Linked DNA regions of Xenopus laevis: region 2 is linked to region 1. The links are chromatin contacts, called in public Hi-C maps. All regions are on one chromosome and are shown on one strand. Each heading gives the region's core, a stretch centred on a gene start, on an enhancer-like site or on the middle of the called end of the contact. The rest is flanking DNA. Distances are from core to core; before and after follow the strand shown. Region 1 has its middle 41 kb from the start of fam193b.S. Region 2 holds the start of pdlim7.S (PDZ and LIM domain 7 S homeolog).

Region 1 (4,648 bases), core at 1,462-3,961:
GCTTTTGAAAAGATATGGCCAAATTAGGAAGATGAGTGTCTGCCTGAATTCCTGACATGGTGCCAGATTGTGGGAGACTCCGCAAACCACACGCCACTGCAGAGCTTCTCTGTTAACCCTAAGGAGCAATCTTGCCTTAATAAGATATTGCAGAGAGAGGGGCTTTTAACGACAAACGTTAACCCCCATCACCTCTTTAAGGTGTCAAACACAAAGTACTGTCATTTCCCAAGTGCTTCAGAGCACCTTTAACTCGTTAATCTTTAGTTTTTACAGTGTTAAAGTGACTGTGAAAACTGAGAGCCAGTGAATGTGTTTGAGATGAGAACCATATGAGGCTTCTTGCCCTCAATGTATATCTTAAATGTTAAGTGCTTTCATCAGGGCCACACTCAGGAACCCTTTGGGATCCCTGGAACACAATACATTATCTTATTTTTAACACACAAATAAACATTTCTCCAGTTTATTGTGTAAATAATAGAATTGGGTCAACTGGATTGACCCCCTGACAACTATCCAGCTGGAGAGTGTAAAAATATGAAGGAACCAATATGTCCGTGCCTCTTTCTGGAACATTGCAAAGAGGTATTCTGGGAGCCAGAGCGGGAACCTTCTGTGGGGGCAGATGGAGCTGGAGATATCAGAACTATCATGATTTGAGACACTGGAATAAAATGGGGCTTAACAATTAGATATAGGGAGGAACTCCACAATGTGTGTTGCGTTTCGGATAAATGTAGTCGGATAAATGTAGTTCTTACCTGTGATTTTTCCTTCACTTCCTGTTATCTTCAGAACATCCAACACGTCGCATTCTATTTGTCGCATGGCGACGTGTGACACATGTCGGCTCCAGCCGCATCGTGGAGTCCCTCCCATAGAGTTGGCTCCAGTTTTAGTAAACCTTGGATACAGTCAGGGCCGCCATTAGAAAGCATGGGGCCCCGTACAACAAAATTTTCTGGTCCCCACCCACCCACACCAGTTAAAAGACAACACAGACATCACCACTAAAAACTGCAACCCCCCCACACAAGTTATACGCAAAGCCATTGATGGTCAGGGCCCAGTTATAAGTTTAAAAAAAAACTTTGTGCCCCCCATAAAAGTTTTTTTAAGAAAACAATGGTGGTCAGGGCCCCCCTACAAGTAAAAAAAAAAATATTGGTTACCAGGTCCTAGGGTTGCCACCTTTTCCCCCAGTGAAGACCGGGCAGGGGGCAGCCGTGATACAGAGGGGGTGGGGCCATGATGCAGAGGGGCATGATGTGCCGCAGAGGGGCATGATGTGCCATAGAGGGGCAGGGCTATGACTTGGGCAATTGGCCGATCAATCATGGGGAATCCTGCCTGGTTTTCCTTATCTGGAAAACCGGATAGGAAGTTTTGACTTGGGCAGTCCTTCATAATACCGGGTGTCCGGGTCAAAACAGGACAGGTGGCAACCCTACCAAGTTCACCCTATAAGTTAAAAAAAACCATTGGAACCAGGGCCCCCCTTACATGTTAAAAGACATTGGTGGGAGGGGCCTATAGAGTATATACATTGGTTGCTAGGGAATTCATAAAAAAAAACCACATTGGTGTTCAGTAGAACTGAACTTGTGGGATTCAGGACTTCAACTTCGAATCCTTTCGTGGCTTTAGGTCTTTTTGCGGCTTTGGGACTTTGGCTCTTCAAGACTTCGACACTTCGGATCTTTGGGACTTCGCTGGTTTGGGACTTTGGCTGTTCTGGACTTCAGGACTTCTTTGGTTCGACGTGCCTTCGTAGCTGTCAGGGGGGCCTTCTGTTTAGGCCTGGCCCAGTACAACAGAACCCCCTGTGCCCCCCTGGTGGCGGCCCAGGATACAGTCGTCACATAGCATTAATTAGGAACAGTTCTTAGTGAGGAGTAACCTGCAGCCATCTAAATCTTGGTGCCATACTGAGAAATGTAGCTCAAAATCTGTAGGTCACATCCAGTGCCCACTCCTGATGTAACTCACAGCAATTTTATTTATGTAGCCCAGAACATCCCCAGCATGAGCCAATAATGGCTGGATGTGGTCAGTATAGTTCAATGGCCTGTAGAGATCAGCCACAGCCTTGTTTTTCCATTATGGGAAGAGTGTTTCAAAGCCTTGTTGGCTGAATGTTAGTGTTTAGAAACCACAGAAGCATTCAACTGTCCTCCTTTTGCTGCCAAAAAAAAGCAGAGAAACCTTTAATGTTTTACGTCCATCTCTGTTTTTTACTTTATAGGATATAATTTGAGTACAATGAAAGGGAGAAGAAACAAGAATATGTTTTCCCTTGTGCCCGACTGAAGTAGAATGATGATTGCAGGCAGATGTACATGAGAGCACAAAGCAAACTAGTCATTTTTGGGAGGAAGTTACCACCATCATCTATGGGGTCCTTTCCTTCATAATCCCAGTGTCTTTCATTGCTGAATTTATATCATTGTGTATGTCTGAATAAGCAAAAATAAAGAAGAAGAGGGGGAAACTCCAGTCAGTTATGATCAAAGCTGGACAATCTCCAGTTCTTTCAGCATGCAGAACATGGATACATCTGTCTGGGAATGTAAAAAACACAAATTAGGAAATTTCAGCTGGACAGAATCCATGTTTTTTGCTGAGCTCACCTGATAACAGTGCACTGAGCTATAGTTATGGAACAAGGCTCACATTTACTGCTGGCGGCATTATGAGCACAGAGGGGTATATTAACTGAAGTGTGAAAGAACATTGTGTAACACAACTCCCCAGCTCTCTGCTGACTTGTGTAGGATTTTGAGAGTTCTCCTCTGGCAAGCTGGCTTTTTACTCTTTGATAAATATGCCCCAAGGCCGAGGTTCAGCTTTGACTTCTTAGTTAAATAGTTGATAAGGGCCAGAGGCTCTGTAATCAAGTGCACAAAGACTTCCAGCATTGGCTAGAAATACAAAACTGCCACTTCGAATTTGCTTACGGCTCAGAGACATGCGTAATGCTCTTTGTTATGTCTGCACCATTGTTCCACGGGACAGCAGAACGGCCAATACAGCAGGATTTAAAGGGATTCTGTCTTGATTTTTATGATGTAGTTTTTATTTCTAAATGACACTGTTTACACTGCAAATAATTCACTCTACCATATAAAATTTTAATCATGAACCAACAAGTGTCATTTTTTTTAAGTTATAATATTGGTGTGTAGGCAGCCATTTTACCTGGTCATGTGCTTTCAGAAAGAGCCAGCACTTTAGGATGGAACTGTGTTCTGGCAGGCTGTTGTTTCTCCTACTCAATGTAACTGAAGGTGTCGCAGTGGGAGCTGGATTTTTACTATTGAGTGCTGTTCTTGTATCTACCAGGCATCTGTTATCTGGTTACCTTCCCGGAGACTAATCGCCTCTTCTTTGGGGTGACTAATGTCCCCGAACTGCTTCCCCCTGTCTTCCGCCTGCTACAATGATAAAACACCTGTGGCATGGCACTCGTGGCAGCTCGTTTTCCAAAGACGTCCGAAGTTCCTTGTGAGGCAACTTCAAGCAGCTTCAGAAAACGAAGCGCCGCAAGTGCCATGCCGCAGGCGTTTTTAAATTGTAGCAGGCAGAAGACACAGGGAAGCAATTCGGGGAGATTAGTCGCCCCAAAGAAGTGGCGATTAGTCACCGGGCGACTAAATCTCCTCGAATCTCACAGTGTGACCTTACCCTGAAGAGTGACTGAAGTTTATCAGTGCACAAGTCACATGACTGGAGGCAGTTGGGAAACTGACAATATGTATAGTCCCATGTCAGATTTCAAAATTAAATATAAAAAAAAACAGTTTGCTCTTTTGAGAAATGGATTTCAGTGCAGAATTCTGCTGGAGAAGCACTATTAACTGATGCTTTTTGAAAAACATGTTTTCCCATGACAGGATCCCTTTAACCAGCTACACTAAGCAAATGAAAGTCAATGCTCTCCTTAGCTCTGTATATATGTATATATGGATACCTGACCCAAGGTTTCAGCTTAACTGTAAAAGCAATTGGTCCGTTATCCAAGTCTGCTAATAGGGTGGGAACGTAATTATTTCCCCAACCTTTCCTGTTTCAGTGAGAATGCCAGATTTGGTCGGATGTGCTGTAAATTTTTCCATTCAACAAATTGGCTGAATTATTCCATTATATCATGTGATTTTTTTCCTTGTATCAATTACAATCTTTTAACAAAGACTATGTCCAGCAATGTTGCAGTCCCCAGGCTGAGAGGCGTCATTTCCAGCATGCGCACCCTATTCTTCTGATGTAATGGTGACTGTCAGAACCCTGTAACTGTCACCTAGTTCAGAGTTTGGTCATTGCTCGAGGATTCCCCTGCATCAATAGGGGCAACTGTGCTCAAATCAAAAAAGAAAGGATTGGGTGGCACCTGAGCGCTACTCTATGGAAGTGCTTGAAGTGGAGTCTATGGTAGATGGCCGTCCCTTAATTCAGACCTGTCTACGGATAATAGATCCTCTACCTGTATATTTACAGCACTGACTTCTGTAGATACTGAAAGAATAATTATGTGATGGCATCCTCTTAAATTTGAATTTTGAACTGTAGTCTGTAGGAGGTTTTTGTCATGTTAATTATTTTGAAATGAAGGCACTTAACCTTGTCCAATGAGGGCAAACTTTCAGCA
Region 2 (4,648 bases), core at 1,213-3,712, 56 kb after region 1:
GGCCCCGTGATTTCTGAAGGTGGCCCTGTGCACTGAATCCACTATTTTGGATTCGGCCAAACCCCGAATCCTTTGCAAAAGATTTGGCCGAATAACGAACAGAATCTGAATTTGCATATGCAAATTAGGGGATCGGAAGGGGAAAATATTTTTTACTTCATACTTACAAAAAGTCACGTGCTTTCCCTCCCTGCCCCTAATTTGCATATGCAAATTAGGATTTGGATTCGGTTCGGCCGGGCAGAAGAATTCGGTGCATCCCTAATATTAACCAATGTCCCTTTGCTTAGTTTCTCAAAATGCATGCACAGCGAAAAATATTTTAACATGATTAAGCACTGCATATCTTGACAGCGCTATATAAATAAATGATGATGATGATGATGATTAGCTGATTGTCCCATCCACCAAATGACATCATTTCATGCTGAAAATGTTTAAACCTGGGACAATTTTGTCAGAACAATAGCATTGTTCACACACCATCAATATAACATTAAGTGGACAATTATTATTGGATTGTGCGTTTTATATGGCTGACTGCAGATCTGTCCTTCTTTATCCTACTCACAGATCCTATTCAGGTGTGCATGTACCAGTTATTTAAGCTGTGCAGCTCAGCATAAGCTCTGTGGAAAGCAGAGCCATACACACTCATGGCAGATTCCACACGTGAGGTACGTTTACCACATGCAAAGTATAAAAACAACCCACATAAAGCACAAACTTACTGCTAATAGAACTTTACAAGATGTGAGCGCACCCCTTCTGTTTATTTGTAGCCTTTGCCTGCTTGGGACCAGCAGATTAAGGAGGCAGCACCCCAACTGGAACATTTGTTGGGAGTTTTCGGATAGTTTGCATTTAACCCTTGGGAGCATCGAACATTTGATTTTGTCCTTTGGAGTATTTTGACTTTTTTCATTTGTGTGCATTATTTGGTCTTACACACAACTGCCTTTAACTAGGTAGCATCCCTTTCTCTCATCTCAATTTGACTAGAAAGTTTTCATTTGTCAGGCAGCTGGATGGCCCCCTAGCTTGCTAACCAATTTCTGCCTTATACCATTTTGAATATTAAAAGAGATACGCAGCCTTTCCAGCATTCGCTGTACCACAGGGCAAGTCTCCCAGGGAGATGAGAGGCATCCACCCTTCCATTCTATGGAATGACCCGTCTCCTGACAGACCAGTGCAGGGTTTCCAGGTTGGCGGTTTTCCAACCAAATTGGGCTACTAATTTAAAATTTTGAAAGTACAAACTAGCCAAGGTACGAATTTGGGCTACTTTTGGGCATTTGGCTGGTTTGTACTTTGGAAACCAGGCAAAGTTTTTTACTTGCCGTAATGTGCCAAGCCTGTGTCTCCCAATGCATGTTGGGTAATGTAGTTTTTGTTTAACAATTTGCCGAAGTTGAATGTAGGTTTGCCACCTTTTAATAAAATTTCCACCGGCCTGTGGAGGGGGCGGGAACAAAGGGTTGGGTGTGAGGACAAATGGGGCGGAGCCACAACACGTGATTGGATGGGGCGGATTGTGTTGACAAAGGGGGTGGAGCCACATTGTGCAAAGCCGGTGAAAAGGCACGTTTTAACCAGACTGGGGGCAGGCCACGGCCTTTTGTTAGGTGTATTATACAAATTTACCGGCAGCTACATTGCTGGTAAATATGTAATCCTGGCCCCGGCCTCGGCAGGTGTTTTACCGGCTAGACCAGTAAAATAAGGACGTGTGGCAACCCTAGTTGAATGAAAGACTACAATACCCAGCATGCTATGGCACTAAGTGTAGAAGTTGGGAGTTACCAGATTTTGGGCCCTGTACCCCAATCTCCCATTACTCTTAAGAATTCTCACATTTTCCACTGACTTTTCTCAATTTCAAACAATTTGGGGGCAAAAATCTGCTGGCCACCTAAGTGTCCAGATAGAGGTTAACCTGTTTTACCAATATTTATTTATTATGGGCCCCTATACCTCCTGGCCCCTACACCCATCTGTCCCATTTTGCTTCATGGAAAAATATTTGAAAAAGGCATATCTTCCCATATATTTATTCCCACACTATTTTTTTACTCCACTTAGTGTGCTTTTTTTGGGCTACTTTTAAAGTGCCTCTTGTCTAGTTTTGGGATGATTTTGTAGCTGATTTTGTAGCTGACTTTGGCTGAGCCGACCTGAGCAACCCTAGGCCAGTGCCAGACTCCCATTGGCCAATGCGTGAAGAGCCGCTGTGTGCGTCCGTGTGAGGAATGTGCCCGCGCTCTAATCTCTCCCCCTTAAACTGAGAATGTGCAGCCTGGTCCCTCCCAAGACAAAGTAGTGATTCATTTCCCTGTATCCCCCGGCCCGGTACGGGTGTCATTTTACACTCGTTATATAGGCTGAGAGCCGCGGAGCACTTGCTGGCCTCTGTGATCCTTCCGCCCGCTACTACTACTGCCGCCGCCGCTGCTGCCCTGGGTGAGACGCTGCACTGCATGGAGCTGCACTAGATACTACTGCTAGTGGGTGACCTTGTGCCCCTCTCTGCCGCTATCCATTGGGCCGGGGATTTGGGATGATAGGGCTGAAGTCTAGGACCTGTTGCGCTTTCTGTACAATATCCATCATGGACTTAATGGATAAATTAATGGGACTGGTTTTCTTACCAGGGATTCTAAATTTAGCTCTTAGACTACAACTCCCAGCATCCCCTATCATCTCCAACTTAGACTGTTGGAAATCTGCCCCAGAGGAGTTCTATTCTCCGGGGTATCTGCCATATCATTGGCATGATCCACCCTTAGGGAATGTTTCTGCTATAGATACAGTTTTATATTATGTTTGTTTAGTGCATTTGTGTTTCACATGGCTGCTTAGAAACCATTACAGCCTCTGGCCTGTGTCTGAAGTGACTACTGTTTGGCCTAATGCATTTGTATCTGGGTTTAAAGGGGTGAAATCTCTGCTAGTACCAAGAATGCAGGGTTTAAAGTGTTCTGTATGTGGGTGGTCTCTTTCAGCTCTCTCACTTACACCCCTTCTCTTGCCCGCAGTTTGGTGACATGGAGGAATACAAGGTGACTCTGGATGGGCCAGCCCCGTGGGGCTTCCGACTGCAAGGAGGCAAGGATTTTAACATGCCCCTGTCCATCTCTCGGGTAAGTGATTGGCAACGTGGTGTATGGTTGGCAAGCTTCTCAGCTGGAGGAATTGCATCTATTGTATCCATGCAACCCGGCCTACTTCCCTGCAGCCTATTGGACATGAAGGATTAACCTGCCTGATGCTGGAGCCATCATACTTTGTATTAGTTGCCATTTGTGCGGTGCCTGTGTAATCGGCGTAACAATGGGATTAGGTGACTTGTGCCACGCGATCACTGTGGTATTCAGCTGTGTGATATTTTTGCAGACGTTTTTAAACGGTGTTCGTTTGCGTCACGTCAGTTGCATGATCGCTTCAACTCCAAAAAAAAGATTAAAAAAAATCCTATACAAGTAATAAAACTCCCCTCTGCAAACTGTGGCCAGCTCTTTAGAACAGAGACACGCTGCTATTTGGGGAAATTAGTCGCCCAGCGACAAATCGCTTCTTCTTTGGGCGACTAATCTCCCAGAACTGCCTTCCTGCCGGCTAGAATGTAAATCGCCGCGGGATGGCACTCAGAAGGATTTCTTTTTCGAAGTTGCCTCACGAGGAAAACTGAAGCAATCCGAGTGCCATCCCGCCTAGGGTTGCCACCTGGCCGGTATTTTACCGGCCTGGCCGATAAAAATGATGGTTGACCCCAATGTTATTAATATGGAAAAAAGATAAATATATAGGAAGGCCGGTATTTTTTTTTCCAGAAAAGGTGGAAACCCTAATCCCGCCGGTGATTTACATTCTAGCTGGCAGGAAGGCAGTTTGGGGAGATTAGTCGCCCGAAGAAGAAGCGATTTGTCACTGGGTGACTAATCTCATGAAATCGCAGCGCGTGTCTCTGCCCTTATTCACACTTTGGTAAATATGGCCCTTAGTGTGAATAGGGCCATTTAGTTCCTCTTGCAGGAATGTTGACACTTCATTGATACTATGCTACAACTCCCATGGGAATACTGGAAGCTGTAGTTAAAAGCAAAGGAAGTACTACAGCTTACACATACCTATATTGGCTACTACACTTGAAAAATAATACTTTATTTCATTATTTACATGTATTTATAGAGAGCACCAACATATTGCACAGCACAGCATTATTTACTCTGCTTTTTGGCTTATTCTGCCACACTCATAATGGCATGGAGGGTAGTTGGCTGTGTATCTGCAGTGCTCTGACACCAACATTGGAAAAGGGGTTCTAGATCTTATATATAGAAAAAGGAATTGTATCTCTGAGACACTCTATGAATATAATTTCTATTAAAAGCTGTATCTGCTTATCTATTTCTGCTCTGCTGGTTCTGACTACTGCAACAATGTAGGAGAAGCCAGCTGATTTATAGATTCTGCTACATTGTTTTAAGTGTCGGACCCAGAGGACAGAGAGAGTTAAACAAATACAGTTGCAAAAAACTATAAAGCCATTAAAATAAGTTGTTTACTGCACTTTGTAAGGAGTTGAAATTTGAGATTTTTTTTTTCCCATTTTCTCAGAAGCCTGGCATAAAAAATATAGGTACAC

Evidence for each region. Hi-C and Micro-C count contacts between places; a contact is called where the count stands out from the background.
Region 2: a Hi-C map of the XL177 cell line shows a contact between it and region 1, with 3 times the contacts expected there. The contact joins the promoter of pdlim7.S here to the enhancer-like site in region 1. A contact is called at or near these places in 2 of 4 Hi-C or Micro-C datasets (the XL177 cell line and the XTC cell line).

The regions. Positions count from the first base shown.
Region 1 is chr3S:101,003,265-101,007,912 of Xenopus_laevis_v10.1, forward strand. No RefSeq gene overlaps it. Among protein-coding and RNA genes, the nearest start is that of fam193b.S, 41 kb to the left of the region's middle. Within about 2 kb of position 2,712, at least 1 of the 7 cell types and tissues checked has an H3K27ac peak or open chromatin away from gene starts, as enhancers often do.
Region 2 is chr3S:101,059,844-101,064,491 of Xenopus_laevis_v10.1, forward strand. It overlaps pdlim7.S (PDZ and LIM domain 7 S homeolog), which reads left to right and starts at 2,463. Exons shown (of 9, transcript NM_001087265.1): 1 at 2,463-2,507; 2 at 3,039-3,143. The coding sequence starts at 3,048.